Linked DNA regions of Hordeum vulgare: region 1 is linked to region 2. The links are chromatin contacts, called in public Hi-C maps. All regions are on one chromosome and are shown on one strand. The core of a region is the stretch at or near the end of the contact, and the rest is flanking DNA. Distances in the headings are between cores, read along the strand shown. Region 1 holds the start of LOC123443155 (cytochrome P450 710A1-like). Region 2 overlaps LOC123443154 (a long non-coding RNA gene).

Evidence for each region. Hi-C and Micro-C count contacts between places; a contact is called where the count stands out from the background.
Region 1: a contact with region 2 is called in a Hi-C map of seedling, with 2.2 times the contacts expected there. The contact joins the promoter of LOC123443155 here to the enhancer-like site in region 2. A contact is called at or near these places in 1 of 6 Hi-C or Micro-C datasets (seedling) and 1 of 1 datasets of contacts at active chromatin or transcription factors (embryo).

What each region holds. Positions count from the first base shown.
Region 1 is chr3H:111,039,510-111,046,582 of MorexV3_pseudomolecules_assembly, forward strand. LOC123443155 (cytochrome P450 710A1-like) reads left to right here and starts at 2,908. Exons shown (of 1, transcript XM_045119440.1): 1 at 2,908-5,030. The coding sequence starts at 3,243. The coding sequence ends at 4,775.
Region 2 is chr3H:110,883,281-110,890,133 of MorexV3_pseudomolecules_assembly, forward strand. LOC123443154 (a long non-coding RNA gene) reads left to right here. Exons shown (of 3, transcript XR_006630580.1): 1 at 1-400; 2 at 826-1,808; 3 at 3,818-4,165. Among protein-coding and RNA genes, the nearest start is that of LOC123443154, 4.7 kb to the left of the region's middle. Within about 2 kb of position 4,476, at least 3 of the 3 cell types and tissues checked have open chromatin away from gene starts, as enhancers often do. A contact at or near this core is called in seedling, where this site is marked.

The DNA.
Region 1 (7,073 bases), core at 1,658-4,157, 150 kb after region 2:
CTCGGGGTCTACCAGAAGAATATAGAAGAGGGGAGAAACCGATAAATAAGAGGAATACAAATGCATCAGAGATGCATGTCATCACCAAGTGTGATGATGATATGCTCTAATGCATCACTAAGCATTTTCAAAGTAGAGCCGTGTTGCAATATTAACATGGGTCACCATTCGTGATCGTGCATGATGGGTGTATGATTAGTGCACGATTATAAATGAGGGCGTCACAGTCCACCTAGTAGAACATTCTTGGATTACATGATTTCATGGCCGATTGATTTAGGGGCAAACCATAAGACTCATGTCAGTCATTGTAGACCATCTTTAGAGTGAGCTGCTTAGCCCTCCATGATTTTTTCTGATTCACGTCATACTCAAATATTATGCTTATGTAATCCTGCAAGTGTGATGCAGACTGCATTTGATGCTTCACTGTGGCGTGTTTCAGACGTTGGTTGATGAAGGCACATGTAAGATGCATGTGATGACATTTTGACGTGATCATGCATGCATTGGTGTGATGCTATGCCACTAAAGATCTTCCATCGCTCGTTCAGTTTGCACTATCGAGCGCACAACTTCGAGGTATAGCCCTGGTCCTTGTGTGACTTATGGGTGTCATAAGGCCGATAGTGTCGGACCGCGAACTCCTGTGTCCATGTCTTCATATCTAGCATGGAGCAAACAAGCCCTGGATATATTAAAGGCTTGGGCCATGGATTTTGCTTCACTTGTTCTGTTGTTTGAGGCCTATCCACCACCAATAGCTCCAAAGCATACATATCTTCCTCCGTGACAATTGATAGGTCAACATCGGTTAAATCCCTAAACTCATATGTCCTGGTGTCCCTTTGGTATATAGTGCGAATAATTACCTTCTCCAATAGGATGAACTAGAAATGATCCGTTGGGCCTTCATCCTCGGAGTCCTCTATGTGGATAAAAAACTATTCCAATTCATTCTATTCCTCCCTCTCTTCGGAAGCAGTGCAACATGCATTGCTAAGCTCATTGTATGGCACTGCAATCTCTCGTGCACGTAACTTCGTGGATATTTCTATAAGTAGGCGCTCTAGGGCCATTGTTTCCCACACTGCCTCCACCTCTTCCTCCTCGATGTCCATGTCTACTAATCACATCTCCAATTAAGGCATTTCTAGAAAACCTGCATCGTTGTCGGTCTCGCTACCTCCTTCAACGTCTGTTCCTTCCGCCACATTGTTCACGTTAAATACACCAAATCCATGGTTTTCATATTCTACAATAAAGTGCTCCTATAACGGGGTGCTAAGTGCTAGCAACGTTTGGATGCGAGTGAAGGTATCATAGATCTCTGGACTGACTAAGCTTTTTTGCCGACTCCACAATTATGGCCATCCCAACCTATCAACATGCGATTAAGATCTATGTCATAGAGGATATGACTTGGCTCCACCACTGCATATATATCATCGATCTTGATGCAAGCTTCACTGACCATTCCCTTGTAATTCTCCCAATCATAAGTCTATGTTAGGACGATTATCGTGCAAAATGACCTAGGACATGGGTCGGCGCCATAACTTTCTTCCAACCTTAGTACACAATTTTCTTCCACACACAACTCCAGTCTCACCCTATCAACCAGTTCATAGTGAATCGGGTCCTTCGGGAAATATATCGAATTTGGCTGACTAAAATCTCCACATAGGTGGTGCCATATTGAATTTTAACAATGCTTCCATGGTGTAAGTGCACTACAATACAACACACCATCCTACATAAATTGGGAGTATAGCCAAACATTAACTAGGTGTAGGTGATATAGGTTGGTCCTAGCATGATAAAGGATATAGAGGGGGTTCGTACGCTCATATTACCTAAACTTCCCTAGACGGGATATGTCATATATAACTGATCTGTAACCTTTGAACTTGATTCATATAAACCTTATATTACACACAAGAAGAATATCTAGTGGTTCGATAGATCTAGTTACTGGTGCGGTGTCTTCACCCTTCCACTCTTCGATTGTTGGGAATTTAATATTGGGCTTGGTTTTGGGGTTGGGGTTCAGATTGGGGTCAGGTTGGTGGTGGTGGTGTGTGTGTGGGGGGGGTACGCGGTGGAGCAACGCACAAAAGGGGCGGGGTCGGTCGCTAGTAGAACGACCTCGTGGAAAGGTGCGGGAGGTCCATGGCAAAGGGGTGAGGCTGCAAGGGACGTTCGAGACGACGGTCCACGAGGACGTGTCCGATGGAATAGAAATTCCATTGTGCTTAGTCCATCGAGGCTGCCTAATTTTTTGATGTCACAACGCATTTTTACATGCACGGGGATAACAAACCACAAGTAGTGCATGAGAAGCACACACCCATGCGATGGATGAATCAAAACCATACCAACGGGCGTGCAATCCTACAAGCTGGAACACCTAATGGACTGGCTCTATAACGACCCATCTATATATGTCGTACCATCACATGAATCCACGACAGATACACCAAACGGATGGTCATGTTACCTTTAAACTAGAGAAGCCTATGTGTTTCAAGCATAAATCAATTCATCCAGCATGAGAGCAAGATATGTCGCAAACTCTCGGGAAGGTCGGCCATCTAAAAAGTTAAGGGTTCTATGTAGTGTAACTCCTTTCGGTGAGGCACGACACGGAGGTGCTATGCTGACGCTACGAATGACGAGCGTGGACGGTCAAGACGCCTTGCAGTATGGCGGCTTGACGTGTAAATTAGGCGTGTTAGGTGTGAATTCGTGGGTAAGATGTTGAATTAAGTTTCTTGAGGGGTCAAAGGACAAATTAAGTTTCACAAGGGGTCATTTAGTAAAAATAACACCCACAAGGCCATAAGTCAGGGTACAAACGCACGAGGCCACGTCCCCTAGGCTTCCCCCTTCCGGCGTCCACAAGTAAGGGGACCTCGTTTCTTCCACCGCGCGCGCAGCGAATGCAGGCCATCAGCCAATCCGCCCCCGCCCGTGCAGCCAGCCCAACACAACACAACACAACACAACACGGCCGCCTCCTTTCGTTTTCCCAGCACCACCCAACCAAGCCAGCCTTTGACCACCGGTTCCCACTCCAACCTTCCTCCCTTGTACCGTTGTACGCATGCCATAAATATGCCGTCTCCGATAGACCAATTCAATACAATACTCGTGTTCTTTCAGTGTACAGGCCAGGGAGAGCTTGAGCCTTGAGCTCCACGATAACCTCATCCTCAGCGAGCCAGCATTGGGAGGGCCCAATGGCGGAGCTGCTGCCCACGGCCGGTTTCTTCGACCTGCGCGCGGCGGCGCCGTTCTTGGCGGCGGCAGTGGCGCTCTACTTCCTGGTCGAGCAGCTGTCCTACCTCCGCAAGAAGGCCCCCCTGCCAGGCCCGTCGCTAGTCGTGCCGTTCCTCGGCAGCGCCGTGCGCATGATCCGCGACCCGACGGGGTTCTGGGACGTGCAGGCGGCGCGGGCCAGGGAGTCCGGCGCCGGGCTCGCCGCGGACTTCCTCTTCGGCCGGTTCATCGTATTCATCCGCGACTCCGAGCTGTCCCACCGCGTCTTCGCCAACGTCCGCCCCGACGCCTTCCACCTCATCGGCCACCCGTTCGGCAAGAAGCTCTTCGGCGACCACAACCTCATCTACATGTTCGGCGAGGACCACAAGGACCTGCGCCGCCGGATCACGCCCAACTTCACGCCGCGCGCGCTCTCCACCTACGCCGCCATCCAGCAGCGTGTCATCCTGGCTCACCTCCGGAGGTGGCTCGACCAGAGCGCCGCCACCGGCGAGGCCATGCCGATACGGGTGCCCTGCCGCGACATGAACCTGGAGACCTCGCAGACGGTGTTCGTGGGGTCCTACCTCACCGAGAAGGCAAGGGAGAGGTTCGCCAAGGACTACGCCCTCTTCAACCTCGGCCTCATGGCCGTCCCCGTTGACCTGCCAGGGTTCGCGTTCCGGCGCGCGAGGCTGGCCGTGGCGCGGCTTGTGCGCACGCTCGGGGAGTGCGCGCGTAAGAGCAAGGCGCGCATGCGCGCCGGCGGCGAGCCGGAGTGCCTCGTGGACTACTGGATGCAGGAGACGCTGCGGGAGATCGACGAGGCCGCAGCGGCGGGGCAGGCGCCGCCGGCGCACACCGACGACGAGGAGTTTGGGGTCTTCCTCTTTGATTTCCTGTTCGCCGCCCAGGACGCGTCCACATCCTCGCTCTGCTGGGCAGTCTCCGCCCTGGACTCGCACCCGGACGTGCTCGCCCGCGTGCGCGCCGAGGTGGCCGCGGTCTGGTCGCCGGAGTCCGGCAAGCCCATCACGGCCGAGAAGATTCAGGGGATGAAGTACACCCAGGCGGTGGCGCGGGAGGTGGTCCGGTACCGCCCGCCGGCGACGCTGGTGCCGCACGTCGCCGGCGAGCCGTTCCAGCTGACGGAGTGGTACACGGTGCCCAAGGGGGCCATCGTGTTCCCGTCGGTCTACGAGTCGTCGTTCCAGGGGTTCACCTCGCCGGAAGCGTTCGACCCGGAGCGCTTCTTCTCAGAGGCGCGCAGGGAGGACGTGTCGTGCAAGCGCAACTTCCTGGCCTTCGGCGCCGGCGCCCACCAATGCGTCGGCCAGCGGTACGCCCTGAACCACCTCGTGCTGTTCCTGGCGCTGTTCGTGTCCGTGGCCGAGTTCCGGCGGGACAGGACGGCGGGATGCGACGAGCCGGTCTACATGCCAACCATCGTGCCCAGGGATGGCTGCGCCGTGTACATGAATCAGCGCTGCGACACGATCCCATCGTTCTGAGCTGGCCGTCCGCCTTGTCCCCATCACCCACAGAGTATCATCTGTCTCTCTCTCGTCCCTTCCTCATTCCTTTTTTCTATTCTTCACCAGGTCATGTCAATGTGATGATTTGTTGTCTTGGGCGGGTCGGTCCATTCATCAATTTATTATTTTGTTTGTCATTGGTTTGCTGGCCGGCTGGCCGCATGGGTCATGTGCTCATATTGTATTGGGGTTAAATTGGCCATGTCTGAAATTGGACTATTTGTTTCACTATTTCTAGTCTTGGTCTCATGTTTGGTAAACTTAGGAATGGTTATTAAAAAACCAGGTGCAACGTTTCGGTTATTACTTTCGGTTTGATTAATTTAGGTTTTACTAGATTGAGTTTTTTTAGTTTGGTTTTGGTTTGTGTATGTGAAGAAACCAGTTTGAATATAGTTGGTTATATTTTTAAACAGTTTGGTTATAAACGGTTATAAACTATTGGTCCAAACTGGTTTCTAGGCATTGGTTATGTGTAATAACCAACGATGATCGAGAACGAATATTTTTGCTCAGCATGCATGTTGTAACGCACTATGTAATTATGTATTATGGGAAAATACCACATGAAAATCGGAAGTGTTTGCTTGTGCTTTGGCTAAGTAATTTTATTTTAATACACATGTTAGTGAGCTATTCAGACGTGGACTTTTTTTTGCCTTTTGCTGTGTGTTGACTGGATCTCAAGGACAACTTTGTTCTCAAACTGTTGTAGATGCATTTATACCTTTTCTATCTCATTTGCTTCTTAACTTGTCAATTTGTGCAATTATACGTACATTAAAGCAAACCACAATTATGTATTGGTTTTCAACCCACGGTGATGTATTGGATTTAAGTTGGTTTGGGTGGAAAAAATAATGAGTTTAGTTTTGGATGGGTTGAAAATGACATCAAATGGGTATGATTTAAGTATGGTTTTGAGAGATAAATGTATGGGCATGGTTCAAGTACGGTTCAAGTATGAAACCATTCTCAGGTTTACTGTCTACATAACTCATCATGAAAACTAGACAAATAACTTACGTTGTCGCAGGAATTGGTTAGATATATGTCATAAGGAGTTCGCGGGAATTGGTTACATAAGTATTTAAGTAAATAACATGATAATCAAAATCAAAAATACATATGATTTTGCATTTGATTATTGTATAGGTGTGGTATATTTGTTGAATAGAAGGTCTATGATAAATTAGAAAGCATTTTTCATGCATGATTGCGTGTTGTTATGAACCTTCCTCCATGCATGGTTACACACTGAGCTGGGCCTTTTTCATGCATGGTTGTATGATGAGCTGGCTTGATTGCATGCTAAGATAAATATGTTAGTGGAAATCAACTATTTAGAAAGATAGTAGTATTCAAGAAATAAAATACTATTTAGGCATATAGTATAACGTAGTCCTTGTTCCATAATGTTTATAGATTCTTTTGAAAAATCAGATCTCACAACTTTGACAAAGTTTGAGTGGAAAAGCATTTTCATCTAGAATGTTAAACATATATCATTAAATTCATCATAAGATATAGTATCATAGTTTCATATTATTTTTTTATAAACTTGATCAGAGTTTGTAAAGTTCGAGTTGTCAAAAATAAAATTAATAATCATTATGAAACGGAGGGAGTAGCACTCCTAGTACTTCGAGTATAACATGCATGTCACTTAAAAAGAGAAATTGCGTAACATAATATTTTATCATCTCATGGTGTTTTCATCGGAAATGACTCTACAAAATAATAAATACTGGAAATATTTCAGTTTTTTAGCGTGGCGACCAAATTTACCATATAAAACTATTAAAATTGGCATAGTTATATATAAGCATTTGTCATCGTTACGGTGAAAGTTGACATGTGGTGGAAAATAATAGAAATTGACATACTACAATGATTAATTGTCATGCGTTCAATTGGGATCTAACGTACCTGAAGGCATTAGATTTTTACGGTCATTGAATTTATATTCAAATCAAATAAAGATTTTTATATTGTCATAAGACACTATCCATTATAAAACTAATAACATAAACTAGTAACATATGCATGTTACTTACTAGTATACGTTATTCATCAATATGACAGCCTAAACTTAGATCACATTGTTTGCATTTCTTTAAACACAACAACATGAACATCGTGCTCCTATGAGCACATAAGTTGAGAACATGACATACTGTTAAAGCATAACAAAAAACTAAAATACAATCGTAAAAGAGGTAATATCATCGGGAGTCTTAGAACTTGCGCTTGATGTTTAGTTTTGGTGCTAGA
Region 2 (6,853 bases), core at 3,226-5,725:
CTTGTTCTGTTTACAGTGACACGTGAATATGTATCGAAATTTGTCGTACAAAATAAAGGAGCACTCAGGACGATGATTTCCATCTTGGCCTGGATGATGCTGGTTCGGCGGTGACCTCTGATATGTCATGTTAGCTCAAAATGTTATGTTTCTTTTCTTGTGGTATAATATTTTGTGATTCTTCATTAGATTCCTCTGTTCTTACAGGGTGTGTGTCTTGTTATGTTGGGTTTGCTGTGATTGGGGTGCGGCAACATGGAGACCGTGGGCAATGCTTCTTACATGCATGCTAGGCAATTTTGACTGGTGCGGCGGTGCCGGAACCACCTCCGCAGGGTACAACAGATGTGGCCATGCTTGAAGTCAGAATCACCACGTTGACTGTAGTGGCCACACCCAGGTCAGAACATTACTCGCGGTATATGATCAGGCATCCACTATATATGGTCCTCTGAATTTGGGTGATCTTTTCTGATTTACACAGTGATCTTTTATGATGAAGTATGCCAATATTACCTTCATTTTTTCTTTTTTTAGTGATCTCCTCTTATTAATCCCAGCTATAATCAAATCTACCGACATAAAACGTATTTCCACAATCTTCGCAAGCATGCAGTTGTTCATCTGAGTATCTAACTGCAGGTAGAAGAACAAGAATCATTGTGTGTGCAACAGCAACAAAAATGTCATGTCATTAGGAGACTTCTAACAATTCTACCCTGCATTTTTTTACATTAGTACAAGTGTTCTGCTGCATTATTCAACTATGAACGAAGCTGATATAGGCTATGGACTCGACAATTGATTTAGTTTTTTTTCAAGAAGGTATGCAGATTGGGCATCAAAGTTGACGACAAGGGATTACAAGCTACCACATTCTGCACCTTAGTCCATGGACAACTTAAAATTTGATTGATACTTTCCATTTTATACTGATGTAATCGCCAGCGAGAACAATTTGTTATAACTGAACACTACGACGAATCTGATATAGTGTTATTTGCCTCAGGAGGGTAAGAAACAATAAAATTGTTGACAAGGTATTAGCATAATATAGACATCATTTTATGCTATGTTTTGAAGTAAATGGTGGAAATGTCTGTATATTTCTCTCCCAACATGTTATGGTCATCTTATTTCCATGCATATAAAATTTCATGCCCAGTTTCTTAGCTTAGCAGCTAATGGTTTCTCACCTATCTAATTGTCTAGCTTGTTTGACCAGGTGTTGTAGTTATCCAAGAAATCATGTGACCATCTCCCGCTGTTCAATATTATATATATTTGGCCATCCTGCTATTGATGTGTGCCTACACCCTACAGTATACGGTTGTTTTCCCGGGCATTATGGCAGTGAAATTCTAGGTACAACAAGGTATTGTTCTGAGGCCAGGTTGTTTTCTATTTGATGTTGTGAATAGTTCTTCATGTTTTCAGTAGCATTTCACTAATTAAACTCATTTGGAAGGTTTAAGGAAAATATCTCATCTCTCATTAGCAAACTGCACTGGGATATCTTGGACCTATTCTCCACACTTTTTAGCTAAATTTGTTACCACCATATGTTTAAAATTTTGTGTTGGCCCTGAAATTTGGAGGAATTGTTAGATATGCTGGTGAACAGGCCAGCGGCGCTAGATAAGGCCGGGCAAGAGAGCATGAGGGAGAATGCCGAAGGGGGCAAAATAAATGGGAGTTCACCGTTATGCTCATGTGGTCCGCAAATAGAGCATGGATACCAGGCCTCCATCGTCTTCTATGAACATCAGAGTAGAGGAGAAGTGATGATGGGCATCAGACCAATGGAGGTATCAAGGATGGGCTCCTAGACGATACTTATCATAATTTACATTGTGAATTGCAATTATATTTGATCAATTTATGTATTTCTAAAAAATATATTCCTTGGCCACACACGTCCATTCAACTATAACCACAAGGGTGATCTTGTGTTTTAGTCTTTATTTAAGCAATTAATGGGTTAAATAACCATCAGTCTGTCTAACCAATTGATCAGTGAATGTGATAAGTCTACAACCAGCAATAAATGTCGAGATTAAAAAAATGTTATCAGGTAAGAACTGCATAAACTAATTCCATGACAAGTATAACTACAAGAACCCTTGCACTTGTCATGGCACAACCAACGGCTTATTGTCTTCATAAATTGTTCCTTCCCCATAGGCAGCCAACTAGATCATATTGGCAAAGAGACTAAGCTAAAATCTTGAGGAATTGGACATAGGACTTTCAAATTAAACAGAAAAAGAAAGTGTGCAAACCAAAAAGGTGTAGTGGTCATTACATCTCTAATAGAAGTGTTGAACTTCACTTCCATTATACTCCCTTCGTTCCTAAATATTTATCTTTCTAGAGATTTCACTACGGACTACAAACGGATGTATGTAGATATAATTTAGAGTGTAAATTCACTCATTTTGCTCCGTGTGTAGCCCGTAGTTGAATCTCTACAAAGACAAATATTTAGGAACGGGGGGAGTATTATATTATAGCTGAAGATGGAGGGGTTTATGTACTTGTATATACATGTATGGACCAATATATACTTCAAAATCTTCAACATACTAGGAATATTGATACCTCTTCGTGGCACCTGAAAAACTCCATGCAAGATTGATGGATCAGCTCCTCGGGTGCCAACATTACTCATAAGAACCCCATGCAAGTATACATGGACAGTCCATTTCGTGTTGGTATCATTTCTGTTCTTTTGAGCCACCTTGATATTGTCATACTGCATGGGGGAGAACATCTTCATCCCCCTAAGACGTTGTTGTTGGGAGAGTTTGAAAACCCATCGAGGTAGATACACTTTATAATAAGTGCATTTTTATTAATTGTAGAATTTTTGTTTGGCCCATGGCAACGCACGGGCATTATACTAGAATCACTATATTCATAAAGAAGATAATACAATTAAGTGTTTAATAGTTACATCATAATTCCGTAAAAAAGATGGCATCTTCTACCAGGTAACTAAGTGATAATGGTAAAAAGTTATATTCTATGTGCAATCTCCATGTCTACAAGGTTTAAACTTTGAGATATTAGGATGTATGCATAAGTACTCCCCATGAAAAAACGAGGAAAAAATGACCGGTGGGAAATGAGAGTAGCGACGCGAATTCTTGGTCCTTTGATGTGCTTTTATTTGAATTAATAAAAAAAATGTCATGTATTTTGATAAATGTTTAAACAGATTTGGATAGCAGTAGGCACACGACCAAGACACATGCAATCACACATGGATGGTACCACAATCTTCCTAACCATTTAACTATTGATTGATTTTAATAATATCTTTTGCAAGCGGGGGCACATGCCATTTTTCTCCTTCACCATGGTCCCTGAATTGGCTGAACTCAAGGCATGTCGGTGGGTTTCTCAGCTTACACGTAAATTAAAAGTGGCAAAACTTATCCTGGAGACAGACACAAAAGATAGCGGCTTTTAAGTTAAGAAGCCAAGATATTGATAGTTCAATCTATGGCCCTATCGCTAAGGAGGTAAATGAATGCATGCAATCAAGGGGGGAGTACATGGTGGTGTGGGTTAGATGCTTGGCTAATGAATACGTTATATAAAACTTGGGTCTGGTATTCATCGAATTGTATTCATGATGCTATGGAATAAAAACATATTTTATATAGTTTTCACTAAGATATCATCTATAACTGGATCTAGCAAATCCATCCATTGGACACGGCAGATCAGTTAGCCCTCTTTTCTCTCTGCATGCAGTCATGTTTCTCATTTTCTCCTCTTATCTCTATTCACTTGTATGTGATTGATGAAGATGAAGAGGAAGAAAGAGAAGAAAGAAAGGTGGTCTGGGGTGGGCAGTGTCCTATGTGATAGACTGCCCGGACGCGTCTGGAGCCTGCATATCCTCTTCATATTTTGTGCACATACAAGGGTTTGTGAACAACTTGATCGTATAGCGATGATATGAGCTGTATGGTTGGGTCACCTCTTTTCCTTCTCTTTCATGTTTGTGGAGGATTTGATAGGGAGGGTTATAGATGCTCTAACATTATTGTTGTGTTAGCTGAGATGACACTGTTTTCAATTATTTTAGCTAGCTCTATCATCAGCATCTTAGTTTCTTTTTAAAAGCCCGTGCGTTGGGCGTTCTACTAGTAAATGGTAATATGTGAACCCTGCGTTAACCACTTAAAAATAAGTGGACTCCGGCATAATCCCGCGTAAGGAATGGTGGTTAGTGTGGGTCAGTCCCACAATGCCCGGTAAGCTGTCCACTTACAATCCAATCCGATCGTCTACTGTATGGATTGTACATTTGTACGTGCCCGTGCAAGCATTGTCGTGACCGAAAAGTCCCGTTTCCGGGTGGCTCACTATTTCGGTTGATTAATGCCGATCGATCCCTTTCGATCGATCAATGCTATTTCGATGTAGCCGACAAGCACCCGACGAGTCCGGCCCCTCCCCATGTTCAAATCGGGATGTTGCAAACAAACATCCGGTCCAGTAGGTCCATCTCTTTAACGCATGGCACGTGCAGGCTTGGGCGACCACAATTCTCGAATCCTATGCATGGCGTGACTCGCGTGCCAAAAATCTGTTGGAGGGGGTTGATTGAGCCTGTGCAAGGATCAACCTTGATCTGGGTCTTTCTGAACTGCACAGGTTTTTTTTAGAACACATTACAATGAAAGTTGGCATATATACACGATCATACGTTTATCCTATGAATGTACACACATTATATTCATATAAACACCTTCGACTAACTAAGACGACATAACATCTCAAAAGTGACAAAGTCACCACATACGCCTCGTATCCGATGCGAACATCTCCTCGCACTAAACAACCATCGCTGCAAAAGTCTGAAATAAATTTAAAAAATAGGAGCATCAATGTCAAGTTTAGGACTTAAACTTTGATGGAACGAGGATACCACTATCCTCCTAACCATTCAATCATAAATTGATTCGCTGAGCTGCACACATTCTTAACCCAAAAAAAATAAATCAATCAACAATCAAAACAAAATTAAATAATATAACGGGCGAAGATCATTCATCTCCCCCTCCCCCGCCCCCTCGCGGAAAAGTCGGATATGTTATAAAGATCCAGCAAAGGTACAAAGCACCTCAAACATAATAAAAAAGTTTATTGAGGGCCATGGATCACCAAACAACCACTGCAGTCGTCGATGCATCGTTGCCGACTCTCCCATACCGGATCCGGTCTAACATTGTCGTTAACAACCGGAAAGTCTTCCTATACGCCCCCCTAAGGACTAGCGCCTTGGAGTCGTAGTCTACACTATTGAATCCTTGAATTGATATGAAAAACCTGACACCAAAACTCGATGTTGCATATGCACGATAAGAAACCCTAACCTGGTCGACTCGAGGAACTGACAGGAATCTACGTCAGAGCTCTGTCTAATCTGCCAGCCGGCGAACTTGAGGAGAATCGAAGCTCGAAAGACCGACTCGAAGAAGAAGCCCTAGGATCCGACCGATCGCCGCGTGTACGAGGACTAAAACCTTACATATCAATTAGCCGGAGCCCAGAAGTCAGAAATTCCCTCCACGTCACCAGTAGGCGAAGGGGAGGCTAATCCACGCGCTTGCTACAGGAGATGGAGGGGAGGAAGGCTTTCCCTAGTCGCCTCGCGAGAGGGGGAAAAGGCTATGCACACCGTTCAGCTTTAGGCTGGCGATAGTAAGAGTAACTTAGCTAATAACATAACACACATCTCCATAATGCATAATAATATAGTTTGGTATCATAGAGACCTTATTTATTGATATACATGACACAAACTATTACATTTTTAATATAAAACCACATCATATCATGATACCCAACCTCCTCTTTCCTCATTTAATTATGTGACATCTAATAAAAAATGCCTAGTTTACATGTATGATACTACCTATGATATCCGATTGCCTACATTACTTCAATGAGTTGTACCAATTAAAGCACTCCAATTATCAATCAAAACATCATGATTAACATTTCAATAAAGAAACATCATGTCAACCAATTAAACTACCACCCCTGTCCTAGTGATGGGGAACTTCGCATGGGAAACAAAAATTTTCCTACGCGCACAAAGACCTATCATGGTGATGTCCATCTACGAGAGGGGATGTGTGATCTACGTACCCTTGTAGACCGTACAACAGAAGCGTTAGTGAACGCGGTTGATGTAATGGAACGTCCTCACGTCCCTCGATCCGCCCCGCGAACCGTCCCGCGTTCAGTCCCACGATCTAGTGCCGAACAGACTGCACCTCCGCGTTCAGCACACGTACAGCTCGACGATGATCTCGGCCTTCTTGATCCAGCAAGAGAGACGGAGAGGTAGAATAGTTCTCCGGCAGCGTGACGGCGCTCCTGAGGTTGGTGGTGATCTTATCTCAGCAGGGCTCCGCCCGAGCTCCGCAGAAACGCGATCTAGAGGTAAAACCGTGGAGGTATGTGGTCGGGCTGCCGTGGAAAAGTCGTCTCAAATCAGCCCTAAAACCTCCGTATATATAGGGGGGAGAGGGGGAGCCTTGCCTTGGGGTCCAAGGACCCTCAAGGGCTTCGGCCGAGCCAAGGGGGGCAACCCTCCCCTTCCAAACCGAGTCCAACTAGGTTTGGAAGGAGGAGTCCTTCCCCCTTTTCCCACCTCCTCCTTTTTTTTCTCTTTGATTTTCTTCCTATGACGCATAGGGCCTTCTTGGGCTGTCCCACCAGCCCACTAAGGGCTGGTGCGCCACCCCCAAGGCCTATGGGCTTCCCCGGGGTGGGTTGCCCCCCCCGGTGAACTCCCGGAACCCATTCGTCATTCCCGGTACATTCC